Linked DNA regions of Mus musculus: all the other regions are linked to region 1. The links are chromatin contacts, called in public HiChIP or PLAC-seq and Micro-C maps. All regions are on one chromosome and are shown on one strand. Each heading gives the region's core, a stretch centred on a gene start, on an enhancer-like site or on the middle of the called end of the contact. The rest is flanking DNA. Distances are from core to core; before and after follow the strand shown.

Region 1 (5,141 bases), core at 1,191-3,690:
GGTGGGGGTATCCTTCCTGTGGAAGATCTTGGCAATTTGTGCTTGGAATTTGATGCATTAGTTCTAAAATTAAATAAAGATCCTATAGCGTTCTTCAAAGAAATATGGTGTGGCGCTATGACAAAACACATTTTTCAAGTTCTGACCTCTGGGAACTTCAAGTAGCTTCATATTTCAGTCTGACATTGCTCACAGGCTACTGTCGAGCTGCTAGAGCCGGGGCAGTTATCCATATATTGTTTTCACTGCCCCATCAGCTTTTTAGTCCAGGAAGGTGAAAGGTGTAAATAAAAAATAAAGATAAAAATAAAGGAAAGCTACTGATTTATAATAACTTCTCAGGAGTCCCCTGGGAAGAAGCCCTGGCAATTAACCCTAATGAGTTTAAAGTAACTTCCAACTCTTCATTTCCCCAGAACTGTAAAAAGTACATCTGTGCTAACCAGTGAGTGTATATGTATGTGTGTGTGTGTGTGTGTGTGTGTGTGTGTGTGTGCCCAAGTGCATGTGTAACACACAGTAGCATGTGTGTTACATCAGTCAGGATCTTTTCCTGTAATTTAATACCCTCCTTTCCCAGCCTTCCAAGGGGGTCGGAGGGGGAAAGAGTATCTTACCAGCACTTTGCTCCATCACTTCTTTCTGACACATGTCTTGAACGTTCACGGTGCAATTTACGATGAACTCAGGGGATGAGCAATCGTTGTTCAGCTGGAATTCTTCACACTGGTAGCACTGAATTTGCAGCGCCAGCCCTGTGGGACAGATGCGGTGGGGTTCAGAAACACTGGTTAAGATCTGGCTTGCACAGAGCACATCCTGGCTGGCCGGTATCACCGTGTACTGCCCCAGACAACAAGGGCTTCTGGGCTCTGCATCCTGATGTTCAGGAAGGCTGGAGGTGCCTGAAGCCAGCAGGGGGCGGCGGCATCAGTTCCCAGGGTCTAGGAGGATAAAGCCCTGCCAGAGACCCTACATTTCTTCTCTAGACACAAACAGCTCCTATAACACCCCTCCGGCCTTTCCGCAAGAAGTTGCAAAGAGACCGGTGAGAGTTCAAATCCCAGATCAAAGTAGTGGGGTACAAGCTTGAGCTCCTGTCTGAGCCTAATTACTAATTGGCTACAAATTGGTTAATTACTATTTTGGCACCGTTCATAATTGCATTGGCTGACGCGTTTTCGGTTTTATTTATTTAATCTTTTAAGTCAGCGTTCATGGGCTGAGGCTCTGATGCTTCCTGGAGACCACCCTGCAACCTGGGGGGGGGGGGAGGTGCTGGATGCTAAGTATCCCTGCTCAGTCCTCCAGCTCAGGCTCCCTTCTTGTGATCAGCGACAGGGGCAGCTGCTGCTGAGGGTTGGAGAGGATGTAATGAGAGAGTGCCTGCGTTGGATGTGCGCGTCTGCTTAGGGACCACCACAATGCAGCCCTTTTAGACCTGTCTTGTGACCCCTTTTTTTGAAAAACATGGCTGTTGGAAAAAAATTCTGATAGCTTAGAGTCCGCGATCAGGAGCAGTTACTTACCATATTTTCCTGGTTGCTCTCCTCTGATCTGGGAGCTTCTCTTTGGGCCGCATGCCCCTTCCTAACACCCTACCGATCGCAGGAAGAGCACAGCTAGCTCACTCAGTCCGGAAGGGCTGCTCCCCCGCCCCCAGCAGAGGATTGTCCGGCGAGTCGCTCACCTGTCAGCGTCGCCGCTCCCTTGGGTGGCCACAAACACTGGGTAACTTGACTAGGTTGGAGGCTTGTCGCTCCTTTTCCTGTCTCGCCCAACTCAAGGACCCTCCCCAATCCCAGCTCTGTATCCCCGACTGTGTACCCCACGCAGCTGCAGCCAAGAGTCGCGCCAATCTGCCGCTCTCGGCTCTCCTGCAGCGCGGGACTTGGAGAGCGTCCCAGTCTAGCGCCTTTGGTCTCAGTTTCCAGCACCAAACTCCCGCTGGGTAGCCCCAGCGCAGCGCGGACCACAGCTGGGCGCACTGGGGCTGAGAGCAGGGACGCTTGGCGAGATAGCAGGAGCGTGTCTGGCCAGGCAGCTGGCCTCTTCATCTTCTTACCTGGAAGCCAGAACAATCCGCAAAAAGTTGCTGCGATGCCGAGAACCCACATCCTCCCGGATCGGCAGGGCCGGGAGCGGGCAAGAGCATCAGAGACCACGACCGCAGCGGAGGCTGTTCTGGCCGCGGCGACAGTAGCTGCCGAGGCTGCCGAGGCTCGCGCTGCTGCCGCCCAAGCGACGGCTGCCACCGAGAGGAGCCGCAGGTGTCGCCCGCGGCGCCCGCATCGCCCGCGCCGGGGGCTCCCAGAGGCTGGTCCCAGGCTCCTTGGATTCGCGCTCCCTGGGGCGGAGCGCAGCGCCTCCGGAGGAGTTGGCTGCTGAGGCTTGAAGAACTACTGGCGATCCGGAGCACCCAAAAAAGTCTCGCCTCTTCTGCCCCCACCCCTCCCACTCCGGGTACCACGTGACGGCTGCTGAGTTGTGGTGGGGGTGGAGGGCGGGGAAGGCTGGGACTGTCTCTCTACTGTCCCCACCCCTTTCTGCCACCCTTTTAGCCTACCTCCTCTAGTTCCTTGGAAAGGAGCGCCTGCTGGGTTCGGGAGTAGTGTTGACAGAGGTTAGGAATAAGGAGGTGACTAGGGCGCAGCAGGTGCCATCAGGACCTGTCCTATGCGAACTCGGAGACCCGAGTGCTAGGCTGCGGTACCCTTCCCTTCCAGGTGTTATGTTCCCTTTCGGTGCTAACAGTACCCTTGCAATTGGGTCTCGCCCACCCAGCCCGGCGTCTTCTATCACTCGCTGCCCCCTGGCCCTCTGGGTGACTGCCCTGGATAAAGCGAAGGGCTGTTTCTGAGCACCTGGCAAAGTTGCGGAGCAGCGAGTTCCCTGGGGTGTCCGACGCAGCCGCGCCTCTTCCTGAGAGAAACCCACCTCACTGGCCACCTGGGTCTTCCAGCAGAATGCCTGCGAGTACGATGGTGACCCTACCGCAGCTAGCTCGCTTAGCCCAACCACCATCTCCTCACCTGCTTGCATGCACCGCAGGGGGATGCATTGACTCAGCCTCGGTCTCCTAGCCCAGAAATAAAGCTACCTGGGGAGTGGACACCCGGATCTGTGCTCTCACTGAAAAGCAAATGGGTCTGACTGCTCCCCCAAGCCACCAGCTATGGGTATACACTCCTTACAGCGCTAAAGCATGGCCAATTGGCCATAGGCTGCCTCCCTCCTCCACTACTCCCCTTTCTGACAATTCTAAGTGACCCACCTTGCGTATTCCCGGGACACCACGGTGTTATTTTGCCTTCCTGGTGGAGCTTTGTGGAAGACTGTGCTGTGCACAGAGCAGGCAGTCGCAGCTCTTGGTGCCCCCGCCCACAACCCCCGCGCATTTCCACCCACCCCCACCCCTGATTTGGGATTTGGGAGATTCGGTGGAAACCCGTGGCTAAGCATCACCCCTCTCCTGTGAGGTCTCCCGAGGGGAAGTGGTCTCTCAGCTGGGATGTGATCATTTATGTCCCTACCCTGCCAGCAGAGCAGGTTTGAAAGAGGCATAAATGACTTTCTTGTAATTCCTTTGCAGAGATCGGTCCATAGCTGCCTCAGGCTCATTCTCCCCCACCCCTCCCCCTCATTTCTAGCTGGTTAACTCCTTGGGGAGACAAGGATGCTTTGCCCATTACTCGCTTGTCTGAAGTGTGGATCTTAACAATTGTTCGAATTACTATTACAGTAGCAAGAGGGTTGGCTTATTTATTCTTTCAGGGAAACCTCTCCACAGAGCAAGCGTGAGACATAATTATAATAATCACGGGACCAACCTCTCCCTGAACAAAGTTCTTTTCTGCTCTTATAGGGTGTAATTGTGATAAGACCTTTATTCCAAAATGAAATGAAACAAAAGAATTTTTTCTAAAGACAAGGAGGATACTTTACACGCAGCTTGAATTTAAGGTAATGAAATCCAAATACAACAAATTGCACAAATACAATAACACTGGTCATACAATACTCTATAAAGATACAAGTGTTCTAAGGTAACCACACAAATCCTAAACATAGCTCTAGTCTGCCTGGTCTGTAGGCTTCTGTACAGAAGGAATTATAAATAGTTCACGTCTAGAAAAAATACACATAACCTTTAAAATAGAATTTATCCTCCCATATAAACAGTCTTTAATAGAAAAAAAGGATATTAAAAAGTAAGAAAGTTTCATAGCACCAACCATTCATTTATTTTTAAGATATGGCAAAGAGTACCCAGGTTTTAATAATAATATAAAAGCAGGGAAATTTAAAAAGAAAACAGCAAACACTCAGAATTGTGAGAAATACAATGGAGAGGATAGAAGAGGTTGGGAGTGAAGCCTGCTAAGATCTGCTCCCTTCCGCATCATCTGGTGCCATCTAATCAGTGCTCACACTCTAATTCTTCAACAGAACACCCATATCATCACATCTTCCTCGAGACAATGTGGCAAGTGGACCACCCAATCGAGAGAGACCTTCAGAACAGGTGACCTCCACCCCTCTGGCTTTCCTGCCTGCCCCACGCTTCCATTGACAGTATATGCACAAATGAGTTGAGGACCAAGATGATTATGTTCACAAAATCTTCAGCTGGGGTTTTTAAAAAATATATTATCAACTTCTAGAACTTAATGCATCGTTTCAAGAGCATGGCGCCAACTCTTTTTATTGCTATCTTTCTCCCCCTACAAATATAATTTCTCTCCCCCCCCAAAAAAATGTACAGCTTTTATACAAATACTCAAAAAAGTGCAAACATTGAGAATTCTCCATCATATTTTGCTTTTTAATCCTCTCAAAACACAGTAAGTCGAGGCGATCTCTATCAGTCCACGAGAGAAGTAAACTCTGGTATACTGGCTATCAGCTTCTCTGGAGTCTGTTTGCCTAGTGCACCATGCATGCAGGAGTCTCACTGAAGGATGCTCCTCTAGGCCTCGTTGGATGCTTGACTTGCACAAGAGGAGAAACTGTCATACAGAGAGTCACTCAGAGACTCCACGCGGTCCACCCCAGGCCGTTCGGAGCTACTCGAAGACACTTCTGTCTTTTTGCCTTTCTCTTCCTTTTGTCCTTCAACCTCACTTGGAGACTTCTCTTTT
Region 2 (5,141 bases), core at 720-3,219, 480 kb after region 1:
ATTTCTTTCATCTCCACTACTCTGTTCCTTTCTTGCCTCTCTACCTACAGGAACCAATGAAAAACTAAGACACTCTGTCGCTGACTTAATTTGGGGTGACACTTGGAAATGCTCTTTCTCTTCCTGCCTTATTACACAGGATTCCGAGGTCTTTCTCGTCTATCTTCTAATCCATGGGTAAATTTTCCATGAAGGTTAACACCTGCCTTCTTTTCTCAAACTTGATGCTTCTCTTAGAACACGCCCACCTAATTTACACTGTACCCTACATTCTGATAGGCTTTTTATTTCTCTTAGCATATTTATAATTATATACAATAGCTTCACTGTGAGATTTTCACACACATTCGTGCATGCACACATAACCCCTCACACACACATACACACACATGGCATTTTGATCATATTCTGATGTTCCCTCCCCACTTTTCCTCTGCATTTTCTCAACAGGTCCCCTTGTGCTTTCATGTCGTTTTAGCTTCATATTCAGCTGAATTTCATTAGAGCTGCTTATGACAGCATGGGAAGGAGCTACTTACAAGACCATGGCAAACGTACCAGAAGCGACACTGTTGAAGAATATGTCTCTTTTTTCCTGACATATTTAACATCTTTAACTAACGGCCTACAGGTCCTCATGGAAGGGTGGTACTTTCAGAGCCCCTGCCTCTTCTATGACAGAATATTGATGGGTAGAACTCATGAAGGCTTGGGGCAGACAATCACAACTGCTTTGACATAAAGTTCAAAGGCCAAATCCTGCTTAAAAGATAGCATCCCATAATACGCCATCCCTTCTACTTGTACCGTCTTTCTGCCTGCAGTGCCCTCCATGTTTCCTGAACCTTACATCTATGTCATCTTCTCTCATACTCTTACTGTTTAGCTCCAATAAAAACAAAACAAAACAAACAAACAAAAAATCTACATGTCACGCTAACACTTGCTAAGAATTCCATATACAGCTCTGTGTCACCTCCTCCAAATCACTGCGTGGTTAAGACGAGGACGAGACTTAGTCTTATGCTTGGTAAGAACCTACCCATCATAGTAGCAAAGCGCTGAGTGGTCCAAAACTGCAGTAAGTGCTTATTAAGGGTGACTGTCAGTGACCACTTTTAGTCTTAATCCTGATGCTAACAATAATATACAGATATCTTGATCTTAAAAACCTCATACAGTTTCCCCTGCTGGTTTTGTCCCATGTCCATAACTTTCTCCTGTGGCATGTAGAACGCAAATCCAAGTTGCTGTTTGTCTCACCTGCTCAGCCCCTTTCATGCATTAATTATTAAGTCATAAATTTAATTTCTGCTAGGGCTTGCCTTCCAGAGCATTTGCAATTGCATTTATTAAGATTGTACCTTTTCCACTCATTCAGTTCAGCCCCCTTCGTTTTGTAGATCAGTGAGAGAGGAAAGAATCCTATTTAGACTAGGAATCTTTATATTGCTGTCTTTCCTCAGTGAATGGGTGTAATTATGTGTATGGGAAATTAGAGTGTTTGCTATGGTAATTATTCACTCTTCTAAAATAAGAGAATAATTATAATGTCAACATCTGACTGTACAAGTTACTGCTGAAGCATTTAAGTCTGCCACAAAGTGGCTCGCAGGATCCTGGCAATTAATATTAATTTTCCACAAATGCTTTCTATTCATCTGGAGAACATTCCAGATGGCCTTCACACTTCCCATTGCCTGGCAGAGACTCTTCTTTACATAGAGCTGTTTCTTCAAGCAACGCTTTGAGAATAACGGGCCTGGTGTTTACAGGATCAGCTTCAAGAGTTTGAGAGCAGACAGATTACAGGAGAAAATTCACAATTTTTTAAAACATGATTTCCGGCAGTTTGCTTAATGGTTGTTGGGAAATGCAAACATTCGCATTTCATCCTGGAAAGGTCAGCTTAGAAGAGTTAAAAGATCGTCATGGAATCGTGAGCCAGCTACAGTTCTGTGCTTCAGTGATTCCTTTCACAGAATCATCAGCCTTAGGAGAAGGTAAAGAAAGGTATTACACACTGAAAGCTTTCTGTGTGCTAATCTGGGAGGGAAGCGTTATAGAAATACCATGTTTATTTTTAAAAAAATCATTAAACACTAATATATGAGCTGAATAAACATAGTGCATCCATCAATCAAAAAGGAAAATGTGTTTTCTTACAAGAACGCCTAGGCAACCATTTATGTGTACACATTTATATACACATGTTGCTATAGGCCTGCAGAAATCAGAGGTCAAATTTGGGTATCTTCCATAAACCCAGGTCTCTCACTAGCCTGGAACTCCTTAATTAGGCAAAGCTAGTTGGCCAGAAAGTCCTGGGATTCTTCTTGTTTCTGTCTCCCTGATGCTACAATTTGAAGCCAGTTTGTTTGTTTGCCCGTTTGGTTGGTTGATTGGTTGGTTTTTAATGTGTGTTCTAGGATTACACAGAGGTCCTTATACTTGTACAGTATCCGATTTACTTACTGTGCTGTCTCCCCAACTCCCTAAATGGCTCCTTTCAAAGTACATTTAGCCCTTGATCAATCATATAAATGAAGGATAATGTCATGACACAGGACTGGTCCCCAGTGACAGCAGTGGTGAGCAAATGAAGACATGATAAATACGATTCATAAAAAAATATGCCAGTAGGGACTGGAGTCAACACGTATAGAACACCTGCTTCGGTGTGGTTGGACACATGCTCACTGAGGAACTGCACAACATGGCTACAAGTCTACTGTGAGTGCTTTAAGCAAGGGTTAGGACCCATGCTGAGAGGGGCCTGCTTTGAAACTCCTAGATTTTCCCTAGTTCCCACCCTGGTTGAATGCTTAGCTCTCTCTCATTCACAAGTGTTTTTTTTTTTTTTTTTTTCCTGGAACATTCTATCAGATCTGTCTGAACACAGCAGGAGTTGCTGTACCACATGGCAACATTAGTGCCTTTACCTTGCTATAGAACTTATAGTCAAAGGGAAACAGAAATCCTGAAAGATTGCTTTGAATTGTTAAGGAAAAAAGAGGCCCTAAAAGATGCTTATTTTTCTAGAGTGACCAGGCACATCTCAGGTCTCTCTAGCAAGGGACAAGGGTCAACGCACTCTTAAAGTCACTCTCTGCAGATGGCTAGAAGAGGAAGGGGTTACTAAAGAATAGGGGACTCTTGTACCTAGGCTAAAGATATGTTTATGTTCACTTTGCACCTCCATTTATAAATTATTATATGTATATGTGTATACATAAATATGAGCTCAAAACTAAATCTGTGCCTGAATAAGACACAGTAAAAATGAATGCTAAACATTTTTATTGTTACTATATTAAGATCCTGAAAATTAGTCTTGGAGATTTTACCTCTTTCAGGAAATCATAAGGCTAAGTTATTTTCTGGGCATTGCATGTTATAAAATAGGACTGCTTCCCTTTAACAGGTAGAAAAATTCATATACTGTTCAACAAACATGTTTGAGAGAGCCTAGAAATCCCAGGAATCATTACCAAAGGATTAAGTCGAACACGTACAATGCAGAACGTTCCAATTTGTGTTTGTTAGCTGACATTAAGGGGCAGGTGCGCCACTCGTACACAGTGGCTTCTCCTCTGGGGTCGGAGGGAATTGCAGAGGACCCATTAATGACAGACAGTTCCCTGTACTGAACATCTTTTACAAGTAGTTGTTAACAAATAAATGCTATGCCAGAGAGATTCTGTCTTTATTTTTATGTTTAATACAGAAGGAATCTATTCCTTAAAACTGTGGTTGAAAGCACTGAAGCCATGCTATAGTTACTACCAACATCAATACAATAGATGACAAAGCAGGCATATAGACATTTAAGTGCTGAGGATATGGTGCAGGAGGTAGATTGCTGGCCCTAGTTTTGAGCCCCAGCACCATCTATGATGGGCTTGAGGAGGCAAACATATCTGAAATCCCAAACACTCCAGAGGTAGAAGCTGGAGGACCAGAGCTTCAAATTTATCACTGGCCTAAGGCAGCTGGGAGTCCATCGGCTACTGGAGACCCTGTCTGAGAACAGTAACAGGAAAGTAACATTTAAACACACCTTGTGGGAAGTAGCTGATGCACAGACTCATTATTGTTCTAAGGGCTATGAATAAACACCTGCTGAGTGCTTGGCTCTAAATGAAACAGCTCTAGGACCCCTTAAAGTCTCAGGAAACATCACGGAAGACGTGGCAGAAAGAATTTAAGAGTCGGATGCTGGGAAGATGCAGAGTAAAAGATACCTTCTGGACATGGCATAGCCATGAGCTCTGAATACTCATGAGCTCTGTTGCAACTGTGTTTCTCTGCTCAAGACTGAGCCTGTCAACATTTCATCATGGACGGGGAAGGGCCCAAGAGACCAGTCCTCCTGGATGGAATACAGACAATTAATGGCTGCTGCAGGGTGTGAGTATCATTTTTTTCAGTAGTGGAGCCACTAGTAAGTTGCCCCTGCTGTGTCCAGCATGTAAACAACAGTGATTAAACCCTGTGGGGGCTTGTCTGGAAGAAGGGGTTCACCAAGAGAAGGAAAGAGATGACAAAGAGTGGTGCAAATGACAATGATCAAAAGTCATTATATGTGTATGAACCAGTCAAAGGACATTAATTAATTAATTAATTAATTAATTAATTAAAATTACAAAAACATGCCTCCTTTATTCATGGAGAAATTGGAAAAACAATTATAGGGCATATGACATGAATGAAAGTAAGAGAAAGGAGCATGGTTATTCCTAACAGTACAAATGATAACTGGGCATGAAGTCCAGCTGGGTTCTAAGCATTTTCCCTAAATAATAGCCAGTAGTCACAGAATTGATGAACAATATGAGACAGTGGGCAGTAAGTGCTGTTTCTAATCCACTCCTCTTCTTCCTCCTCTTCCCCCTCCTGCTCCCCTTCCTCCTCTTGTGATTATACAGCACCTAAGGCTATAAGCACATAAGTAGGAGAGCAGGAGGATGGAGAAGGTCAAGGGTTGTGCACCGACAATCTGACCTCAGGGATCTAGAACTTGGCAGCCTCACTTAGGAGTTTTTCCTAGTAAATTTTCACAACTAGTGAACCAGCTCATGCATTTACATCTCTCCCTTCTAAAACATTGTTAGAGACTACAGAGTGAAAAGGTGCTTAAG
Region 3 (5,141 bases), core at 1,178-3,677, 420 kb after region 1:
AAGCCACAGTGAGAGCAGAGGCTGGAGTTAACCAGAAGAGTGGGGGGATAGAGGGTCTGGAGGCCAGAGTTTGGAGCACTCAGTGAAATGCATAAGAAGGTTTGCCAGTAGGTATGAGCTAATCTATGATTCTCTAATAGATGAGATAATCAGATAAGAGGAGCCTGAGGATGTGTGATCGCAAGCCCCTCCAAAGACTCCAGGGATACATGTGAACCACTGCTGTTACTCGGTGCACCCCTGCTTCTAATGTTAATAACTGCCAGCTTTAACAACTGAATTAGAAGGGAAGGTGGCTTAAGGAAGAGCTCCTCTGATCACCTGATAGACAAAGAGCTAAATATGAAATAGCTAAGACTGCAGATCCATCTTAGTGGCTGGGATAGAGTCAACTATTTGTCATAGAAAAACATCAAAGTGATCCTAAAAATGTGGGCACAAATGTGAACGAAGACAGAGTGGTACAGTGGAAAACACTGGAAACACCTACAAGATCTGATAGTGCTAAGGCTGGCAATATGACGAAGAGCTGAGAGTCAAGGTCAAAGCTGGAGGCATATAAGGATGACAATCTCGGGTTCAGCTTCTCCCAAGTGGATGTACCTCTCAAGAACAGTGCATCATTTTGGGCCTAGGTAGGCGACCTTTGAATTGGAATGTGATGATCCAAGCTCAAACCTCAACCAGAGTTCCTCCAGTTTCTGCCACTGTCACATGGGGAAATCCTTGACAAAGGAAATTCAGTGGGTTTTTTCCTCTATTGAAAGCCCCTCCCATCTGGTGCTGTTTCACCTTCCTTAATTTTTCATTTTCTGAAATAATTATTAAGAATTATTCCCTTTTTCCTGTTACCACTTTGCATATGTTCACAAGAGTCAATGTCACTAACCTTTTAGGCATTACATACAGAATTTGGGGTTGCTGTCCTTAGTCAATCTTTGATGGCTGTTAACATTCGATATCTTATATATTTGAATCATGTAAAACTGGGCCATGAAAGGGCGCATTGGTCTCGAAAACTCTATCATTCTTAGGAGCAATTTTCTCTACATTTCAGAATACTAAATATCTGTATTATTCAAGACATAGAGTGGCTTGTTCAGGAATCAGACACAGAACTTGATTCCAAGTTTCATGACTGCCAGGGCAAGACATGCTCATGTTTTCCAACATCAATCACAGGATGTATGCCATCTAAAAATAAGCCCCAGACAAAACCAAAACCTGACTCTCCTCACTGACGATGAAGAACACAGGAAGGTAATGGTTGGTCCTACATCTTTCTCCAGTCAGCCTCAGTACTATGGCCTCAGGTTCTTTATTTATAAAGCAAGAAGAATGTCTTAGACTAAAGAGGCCCGGTTGAACCTGAACATTGGCAGACCTGTTTCTGAACCCTATTAGGTCAGAGACACTATCATACAGCCAGAAAAGTTCTTGGATCACCTTTTATAAACTGATGGATCCCTGCATAGAAGCTGGAGGAGAAGCGTTAAGACCTCCTGGAGCCAAGCTCTTCGTGAAAGGAAAGGTCAAGTCTTGATTAGGATTCTGTAGTTCTTTCCTCCAAAGTGGAGCACTCCATCCTAGAAGGAAGCTTGTCAAGACCAAGCAAGTCAAGTAAACTTAAAAGGCTCTGAGAAATCCTGAAAGTTACAGGACTTACGAGGCTCTTCCCCACGACCATCAAATCAGCAACAAAACTGCTGTGGAGAGGAGACTCTCCCAGGGGCTGATCTGCCTGCAAGCTATGTAGGGAGGTACAGTGATAAAGATTTCAAGAGACTTTACCCATGAGGCAGTGGGCATTTAGTCAAACAGCTGTCTCTGAGCCACCCAGGCTCCTCTAATCACTCACTCAAGCTCCTGGAAATGTCTATTTCCCCCTTCTTGCTCCTGCAGATAACGCCCCACTCCAGCTCAAACAGATAACCCCTTCGTCCCTCCTGCTCCTGTGAGCAACCCCTCACCCATGTGCCTATGAATAATGTCTTGCCCATATTCCTTTTAGTAAACCCACACCCATGATCCAGTGAGTAATCTTTAAGCTATGTTCCTGTAGGTTACCCCTTACCTGTGCTCATATAAGTAACCCTTCCCCAATGCTTTTGTAAATAACTGTAATAAAGTCACTGGTTTACTAAATGAAACTAGGTTGGGATCCTTCTTTGGTTTGTCACCAGTGCCCTGTGTGGGGTGAGCAGACCTGCTCCCATCGTCCATGGAAAGCCAATATACAGCACTGGGTTTTTCCCTTCTCTCCTTCAACTGAGCAAGTTTTTAGAAGAAATAAAGCCCCACAATAGGAACTCACTGACAAGGGATTTATTCAACAAAGTGATCTCCACAGGCTATGCTGGGCTCGTTCAGATGCAGTTCAATACTCAGTCTCTTCCACATCTATATCTTTTGTCCTACGCAATGGTAATTGATGGTCAGCATCACAGCCCCGAGGTCCGGCAACTCACTGACTCATCAAAGGGAGATGCAATTATGTTCGTAGGGCCAGATGGACTATGGCAGCAAAGGGGACTTGGAAATTGAGGAGGGTTGAAACTAAAGATTTTCTGATTAATTCTTAGCAAGCCAAATTTAAGAAGGAAAGATTTCATTGTGTATAATATTCTAGTTGATAGGGAAAGATTTAAAAGTTGAATTACATTAAGATACTCGGACTTTCAAGGCTTCTGGGGAGATGGTTCACTTGGTAAAGTGCTTGTCATATCAAACTCAGGTCCTCATACCTGCATGACCCTGTTTCAAGAAAACAAGGTGGACAGTGCTTGAGGAATGACAGTGGAGGTTGACTTCTGGTATTTGCATGTACAAACACATATGCAGACGTAACCCTGCCATACATCTATGCAAATAAGCACGTGCCGCACGCGCATGCGCGCACACACACACTTAGCTGACATTTCACAGTAAGTTCATCTTTAGCATTTTTATGATATTTAAAAAAATTTTTGTACTATTTAGGATTACTGAGTACTGTGAATTACGATGCCTACTTTCTTTCTTTCTTTTATTAGATGCCTACTTTCAAGAAGTGTAAGACAGAAATATATTCTCAAAGTCAAAGACATATAGAATTAGTGAGAAGGGCACTGTAGCATGAGGAATCATGTCCTATGATGAGAAGTATATATACTGAAGGGTATCCTAGGAGAAAGGAGTAACACAGGGCTGGAAATATGGCCAAAGAACAGGGAGATGCAGTAGTTAAACTAGGCCACAGATGGAAAGAACAGGCTCAAGGTGACAAAGCAGAGTGCACACACTCTTCTAGAGTAGAGTACCTTAAAGTTCACAGTGCATAGACACTGAGTGGAGATCTATCAGAGTGTATGAGGACCAGATCCACAGAAGAAAAGAGGCATGGGTTAGGATATATAAATATATGCATGTGTTAAAAGACATTTGTGTTCTGGTTTTTTTCCTTTTATTCTTCTGTGTTAAAGATTTATTTATTTAATTTATATATATGAGTACACCATTGCTCTCTTCAGACACACCAGAAGAGGGCATCAGATTCTATTACAGATGGTTGTGAGCCACCATGTGGTTGCTGGGAATTGAATTCAGGACCTTTGGAAGAGCAGTCGGTGCTCTTAACTGCTGAGCCATCTCTCCAGTCCTTCTTTTTATTCTTCTTTTTTTTTTTTAAATTATTACTGTGAAGAAGTAACATAACCAAATATAATTTAGGGAGCAAAGAATTTATTTTAATTACACTTCTATATCACATTTCATCAGCAAAGAAGCTCAAGGCAGGAACCCAGAAGCAGAAGCCATGGAACACCACTGCTCTGTGACTTGTTCCTTTGTTCAGATTTCCTCTTTTCTTTCATGGTAGTAATTCTTAATATATTGTAATTTTTAAATTAATTAATTAATTAATTTTCTATTTATTCTCTTTATATCCTGTTCACTGAATACCTCCTGATCAACACCTCCCACAATTCTTCCCCCAGTCCCCTTCTCCTCTGAGTAGGTGGCCCCCTGGGTATCCCCAATACCTATAAGTGGATATTAGCCATAAAATACAGGATGCTCATGCTACACATCAGAGACCCAAGTAGGCTGGAAAGGAAGGAGGGCACAAGCAAGGATGCTTGTGTCCCACATGGAAGGGGGGATGGAATGGTCATATTCTGCTTTCAGAAACCCTAAAACACAGATTTCTCAAGTAAATACTCCTTTAGGAAACCATTTTTTACACTAATGTATTCTTTGTTGCTTAGGTCATCTTCAACCTCTCCCTTCCAACTCTAATCAGAGTTTTATTTCTTTGAACTTATAAGATGTAAGCTGATGCAAGAATGATAATGATTAGAAAGACCTGACAGAAGAGGGCCAACCCTGATACTCAGGGCACAAGCAGAAGAGTTCCCACCCTCAATAAGTGCCAGTGTTCCCTGTCCAACAACACACACCTCTGTTCCACACCTCTTCATCTAAGCTGATAGCAATACCACTGTAAAATTACAATCTTTATTAATTGACTATTATTTATAGACCTCTCTGAATACAAATGCCTTTAAAACCATTGCACAGAAAAATCCAAGAGTCACTCTTACAGATGAGCAGGCACAGACAGAACAATGCATTCAATAAACCCAGTTTTCTTCTCATTGCTTTGCATGTAAGGAAAATGTGGGATACGGAAGGGGGGAAACATTTTCCCTGAGAAGATCCACAGCAGATTTAAATAAAGAAAAGCTTAGTCAATGAATGTATAAAATATTTGGCCCCCAAATAAAAGGTGGTAGGTATGATTCTCAGCACACACAATTCTAAACAAAATCAGTACTTCACCGTCTTAACGCTGCTGAGACCCAGCTAGTGTATGTGGGGGGTTGAGATCATAGAGTTGGATCTATATCCTCCTGAGTGTCACAGCTATGGATTCATCAGTAATGGATCAAAAGTTATGCAGGAAAAAAACTACTAGAGAGGTGGCTCAGCAGGAAGGAGCACTTACTGCCCAATAAGGGCCAGAATTCAGATCGCAGATCCCATGCTAGGTGGGTCACACATACCAGTAACTTCTGTTCAAAGAGATAGAATGGCCTCTTCTGGTCTTCATGAGCACGTGTGTGCCTATACACTCATATAGACACACAGAGAGACAAGCACAC
Region 4 (5,141 bases), core at 1,066-3,565, 350 kb before region 1:
CTTGTAACTCACTATGTAGACTAGGTAGACCTTGAAATTAAAGCACTGGGATTAAAGGCATATGCCATCATGTATGGCCTTGACTCTTGATCTTGACTGATTCACTATATCAGATGTTAAAAGACGGAAAAGCTTGTGCTGGAATAATATGGTGTATGGGTATAACCAAATACCTACTATGTAGTACAGTAACTTCAAGTACTTGCTACACTGTGGCTATGTACTCTGAATGATAAGTTTTTTCCCTTTCCTTTTAAAGACGGCGCACTTTCTTGGGAGTTGATGGAGCCAGCCAATACTTAGAAAGAGGATGGATCAGATTTTAAACAGGTAAAAACAGATAGAATGTTAGAGTTTTACTGCTGTGAACAGACACCGTGACCAAGGCAACAATATAAAGACAACATTTAATTGGGGCTGGCTTACAGGTTCAGAGGTTCAGTCCATTATCATCAAGGCAGGAGCATGACAGCATCCAGGCAGGCATGGTGCAGGAGGAGCTGAGAATTCTACCTCTTCATCTGAAGACTGCTAAGAGAATACTGACTTCCAGGAAGCTAGGGAGAGTGTTTTAAAGCCCACCCCCACAGTGACACACCTACTCCAAGGCCACATCTCCAAATAGTGCCACTCCCTGGGCCAAACTTATTCAAACCACTACAGTATGCTTAATCATTTGTTCTTAACTGAATGACCAAGCAAGTTGTGTTTGTTTGTGTGCAGGAGTGTACAGACAGAGGCCAGAGACCATTAGGTATCCTGCTCTGTCACTCTCCTTACTCCTTACTGAACCGGAAGTGTCTGGCAAGTAGCAAGACAGATCCTTCCATCTCTGCCTCTCATCGTGCTGGGGTTGCAAATGTGCACATGACCAAGCCCAGCTTTTTACATGGGCGCTAGGGATCTAAACTCAGGACCTCATGCTTGCACAGCAAGGACTTTTGTCCACTAAGTTATCTCTCCTGTTCCAGCAGTGGGTTTCTCAGTGACTAGAAGTGTTTGATGCCAGGAGTTTTTTAGAATCCGACCAGATCACAAAATGTCCATCTTAATTTTAGTCATAAGACTTTGTAGACAAAGTTAAAAGAGAAGGATGAAACACAGTGACTACATGAGAAAAAAATATTTCCTTGCCTCATTTGATAAAAATGCTAACAATGCAATTGTGGCTACAGAAGCCTTAAGTCTCGTGTTAATCTAAATATAAATCAGGATCCTGGCCAATTTTTCAATTTTATGGGAGCTTCAATACCCATAAAACAAAAACCCATGGTTAGCATCTGTGGAGGTCTTATGTGTCACAGGCTGAACTGATTTGTTTGAGAATGTATGTATACTGGGTGTAAACATACAGCCGAGGCACTCACATGGTTTTATGGCTTTGTTTTTGTTTTTTTCTTCCCATAAAAAAAGTGAGGGCCAGGGAGATGAATAACCTGGTCTACAACTTCTAACTGCAAGAATGAAGCTCTAGTTTACGGACAAAAACGATCTAGGAATCCAACGGGGCGCCAAGCTACACTGCCTGATTTTAGAAAGGGCTACTGGAAAATGCTTGCTTAAACACTGGAAGAAATGGTGCAGTCAGCTTTCGCTTCAGGGCGGGGCAGTGGGGAAGTCTGGCAGCCTTGCCAGGGCTGGGTTCTCCCTCTTCTAGACATCCCCGCCCTCTCCGCTCTGTTCTCTTCCCTTCTCTGTTCCTTCGCGCCACTGTCACGACTCCAAGCCACAAGCCTGTTCAAGGCTGGCGTCCACACTACGGCAACAAGAACCAGGAAACGTGCCCTCCCCCGGTCCGAAGTCGCGTCCGGCGTGACGTAACCTGCGCGCCCGCAGTCTTTGGGCTAGGGGGCGGGGCCGCTGAAGCTGACTGGACAGGGGCGGGGACTGCCGGGCTGTCTGGGGGGCGGGGCTCTGGGCAGACCACCCAGGCCTAGGGTATGGATTGTCAACTGGGGGAGGAGGCAGAATGGACGCCGGGTGGACGAACTGAGAGCTGAGCTTGACCGGTTGACTCACTGAGTGATGGGGAGGATGTCACCTAGTTGGTGGACAAGCTGGGGGCCTAGAGTCTCCAGGATGGGGTCCAGGGTACCCGGAGCGGTTCCTGTCTACCGGGATGCGCTGCCAGGTTCGCTACCCAGGGGCGGAGCTTGACTGGGATCTCGCCTAGCTAATTGCTCAAAGGGCAGCTCTAGGTGGTCAATAGGTCGGGGGTGGAGTCTGACTGGCTGACGGGCAGGAGGCGGGGCCTGCCGGTTGGCCAGCCGTGGGATGGGCTTGTTTGGCCAGCAGTGGGCGTGGCCTGGCTGGCTGACCGGCCGGGGGCGGGGCCTGGGCCGCGGCCGCAATCCGGGCCTCCAGGACTCTCGCTGCCAGCGCCGTCCGGTGGCCTGGGTCACTCCCCTCCGTCGGGGCCGAGTGCTGTGACAGCCGCGGCCTTGAGCCGAGGGGCAGCGCAGCTTCTTAAGTTGGGCTTGCTGTGGGGCACGATGCTGGGGTCTGTGCGTGCGGTGTGAGGCGGCGGCTCTGGGCGGCGGGCCGAGCCGGGGCCGCTCATGGTGCCGCCACGACTCCATCGAGGGGCAGGAAGGCCAGGTAGGCGGTGGGCCGGCGTCCGCGGCCAGGGAGGACGGGTCAGAGTTCTCACGCCCCTCACGAGGCAAGAGGCTGGGTTTTCCTCATGTCTTTCCCTCGCCAAGGGGCGGCTTCCCTGTGCCAGCTGTTTTCTGTCGTGACTGGGCGGGTGGGGAGCGAGGATGATCCTGGTTCTCACGTGAGGGGAGTGGACCCTCGCACATCACTTCCTGTCAGCGAGCTGAATCCCCTGGAGATGGGGGGGTAAGGACACGCGTGTCTAGACTGCCAGGGGCGGATGTCCTGAAGGGAGAATCTAGAGAGTTCTGTTTATGAGACTTCGAGGATCCGTTTACAGCACTCTTCAATGTGCCATATGTGGAATCTTCTTCTCTCTCTCTCGTTTTTTTTACCCGCCTGGTACCCAGGACCTCTTTGAGTATAACCTTTTATTTTTGGGGGGCTGGGAGGTGTCAGGTCGGGGACAGGTCTTAGGTATCCGAGACTGGTCTCAAAAATCACTTTGTAGCCAAGGGTAACCTTGAACTTCTGTCTTCTGCCTTACAGGCATGCACCAGCACACCAGGCTTATGGCCTGGTTCCGCACTCTACTAGCTGAGCGACACCGCTAGCATGGGATTTCTTGTTTGTATTTGTTTTGCTGTTGTTATTATTTTGTGACACAGTCTCATATGGCCCATGCTGGCCTTGAACTCAGTATGTATTCTGACTGACTTTGATCTTCTGATTCTCTGGTTTCCCCTCCCCCCACACCCCACACTTTCCAAGTGCTAGGATTATAGACACGTGCCACTGTGCCCAGTTTGGGAAGTGTTTGGGATGCAACCCAAGAACTCATGCATGCTAGGCAAGCATTGCACTACTAAGCTACATGTCCCCAGGGTGGCTTCTGTTGCATACATTTTGATAGTCCTTGAAGGTGAAGAGTGGAAAAGATGTGATTTTACACTTGAACTTTCCCTAAGCGTTATTTCTGTGGTGCTGTTTTAGGTGGGCTGAGTTCTTTACCTCCATTTGGACTGGGCTCTGCCCGCTTTGCAGGCATTGCATTTGAGGATCTCAGAGAAGCCCTTGCAACAAGGTAAATTCTCATGTTATCAGTAAAAAGCAGAGACTACTAGCAAATGTCTCTTGTTTCCTTGGGCTGGATTTCTAATTTTTATGTGGTTCTTCTCAAAGAGGCTCTAATGAGATCTCTGTTTTCTAAACTAACAGACTGCAAATGGTTTATGTGTTTATCATGAACCGTGTGAATTCCCAGAGCAGTGGTTTCAGTCAGCGCAGGCGAATGGCCCTGGGGATAGTGATTCTCCTGCTGGTTGATGTGATATGGGTGGCATCCTCAGAACTCACCTCGGTATGTATTTCTCCACCAATGATGTTGCACTGTGATAGAATTAACATGGACCTAGAGGATTTTGCTAATGATGTAGGATAACATATAGTGTCAAGCTATAGTATTTTCATGCTTCTAACATCAGTATTTTAAATATTGTTGAATTCTTTGTTTTTCTTTGGTACTGAATTAGTGTCATTTAAAGTAAAAATTGACAGGATGCTCTTTGTTGTTTTCTGAAGGTACAAAAACTTTGTGTGTATGTGTGTCTATATATGCACATGTGTGCACACGTGCCTGTGGAGGCCAGAAGGGGGCATCTGAGTCCTTGGAACTTAGATAATTGTTAGTCCTGTAACGTGGGTACTGGGGACTAAACTCTGAAGGAATACTAAGCTCTTTGAATCATGGAGCCATTTCTACAGTCCTACCTACAGCTTTCTCACATTTGTAGGAAACATATCTCAGAAGATTTTTTTTTAATTACATAAAAGGTGGTTTTGTGTTAGTCAAAATTGAATTTATTTCTTCATAAATACTGTTTTTTAGGGAACAAACATTGAGGGACAGTAGAAAGTAAGGGTCTGGGTATATAGCTTAGTAGATTCTTGATACATAAGAATAAATTTGAAAAAGAGGGTATTTTTGGAAAATAAACATAAGTCATCAGATTTTTCATGTATAAGCCACTGTTATCCACATGCATACACTGGTGAATCCACACTTGTGTGTTTACTGAGTCACACATTTTTATCAAAATTGCAGTGTTTGGCTTCAGTTAAGCTGTTTGTTAATCGATGTCTCATTGGGAGTAGTGTGGTACTTTGAGTTTATAAGCTAATTTTACTTTGAGTTTGTATACTTCTTTTTTGTTAATGATCCTTGTAAGAAGAAGATAACAATTTTGTTGTTTATAGTTTTTATTACATTTATTTATTTACTTATTTATTTAGATGTATGTGTGTGTAAATGTGCCAAGGATTTAGAACACAAAAGTTGTAGATTAAATTATAATTTAACAATTTATATCTAGAGGTTAGAAAAGTTATTGAGGCATTATGTTGTATACAGAATATGTATTTTAGGGTACTTTTGTTTATTCTGTTTATTTATTTGTTCACAGGGCAACTTGTGGAAGTCTGTTTTCTCCTTCTATTTTATGGGTCCAGGGATCAAATTCATGTTATTAGGGTTGGTAGCAAGAGCC

What was found. Hi-C and Micro-C count contacts between places; a contact is called where the count stands out from the background. HiChIP or PLAC-seq counts read pairs in DNA pulled down with a chosen protein or histone mark.
Region 2: a contact with region 1 is called in an H3K4me3 HiChIP or PLAC-seq map of embryonic basal ganglia, with 4 times the contacts expected there. The contact joins the enhancer-like site here to the promoter of Lypd1 in region 1. A contact is called at or near these places in 5 of 39 promoter capture datasets (Sertoli cells, cranial neural crest, embryonic stem cells and 1 more), 9 of 484 Hi-C or Micro-C datasets (the G1E-ER4 cell line, the HPC-7 cell line, cortical neurons and 5 more), 12 of 115 datasets of contacts at active chromatin or transcription factors (astrocytes, a beta-TC-6 cell line, craniofacial prominence and 9 more) and 2 of 9 other capture datasets (adipose tissue and liver).
Region 3: a contact with region 1 is called in an H3K27ac HiChIP or PLAC-seq map of VIP interneurons, with 6 times the contacts expected there. The contact joins the enhancer-like site here to the promoter of Lypd1 in region 1. A contact is called at or near these places in 5 of 39 promoter capture datasets (HPC-7-derived erythroid cells, the SN4741 cell line, cranial neural crest and 2 more), 1 of 484 Hi-C or Micro-C datasets (the HPC-7 cell line), 6 of 115 datasets of contacts at active chromatin or transcription factors (VIP interneurons, astrocytes, embryonic basal ganglia and 3 more) and 4 of 9 other capture datasets (adipose tissue, embryonic stem cells, liver and 1 more).
Region 4: a contact with region 1 is called in a Micro-C map of embryonic stem cells, with 3 times the contacts expected there. The contact joins the promoter of Slc35f5 here to the promoter of Lypd1 in region 1. A contact is called at or near these places in 7 of 39 promoter capture datasets (cranial neural crest, embryonic stem cells, frontonasal cranial neural crest and 4 more) and 2 of 484 Hi-C or Micro-C datasets (both in embryonic stem cells).

The regions. Positions count from the first base shown.
Region 1 is chr1:125,909,774-125,914,914 of GRCm38.p6, forward strand. It overlaps Lypd1 (Ly6/Plaur domain containing 1), which reads right to left and starts at 2,441. Exons shown (of 3, transcript NM_145100.4): 1 at 2,066-2,441; 2 at 618-755. The coding sequence starts at 2,117. Nckap5 (NCK-associated protein 5) reads right to left here. Exons shown (of 17, transcript NM_001081756.1): 17 at 3,863-5,141. The coding sequence ends at 4,970.
Region 2 is chr1:126,389,817-126,394,957 of GRCm38.p6, forward strand. The region is part of intron 4 of Nckap5 (NCK-associated protein 5); the gene reads right to left. Among named protein-coding and RNA genes, the nearest start is that of Gm35562, 350 kb to the left of the region's middle. Within about 2 kb of position 1,970, at least 6 of the 459 cell types and tissues checked have an H3K27ac peak or open chromatin away from gene starts, as enhancers often do. A contact at or near this core is called in embryonic basal ganglia, where this site is marked.
Region 3 is chr1:126,332,579-126,337,719 of GRCm38.p6, forward strand. All of the region lies in intron 5 of Nckap5 (NCK-associated protein 5), which reads right to left. Among named protein-coding and RNA genes, the nearest start is that of Gm35562, 290 kb to the left of the region's middle. Within about 2 kb of position 2,428, at least 4 of the 459 cell types and tissues checked have an H3K27ac peak or open chromatin away from gene starts, as enhancers often do. A contact at or near this core is called in VIP interneurons, where this site is marked.
Region 4 is chr1:125,558,687-125,563,827 of GRCm38.p6, forward strand. Slc35f5 (solute carrier family 35, member F5) reads left to right here and starts at 2,316. Exons shown (of 16, transcript NM_028787.5): 1 at 2,316-2,598; 2 at 3,589-3,679; 3 at 3,814-3,955. The coding sequence starts at 2,559.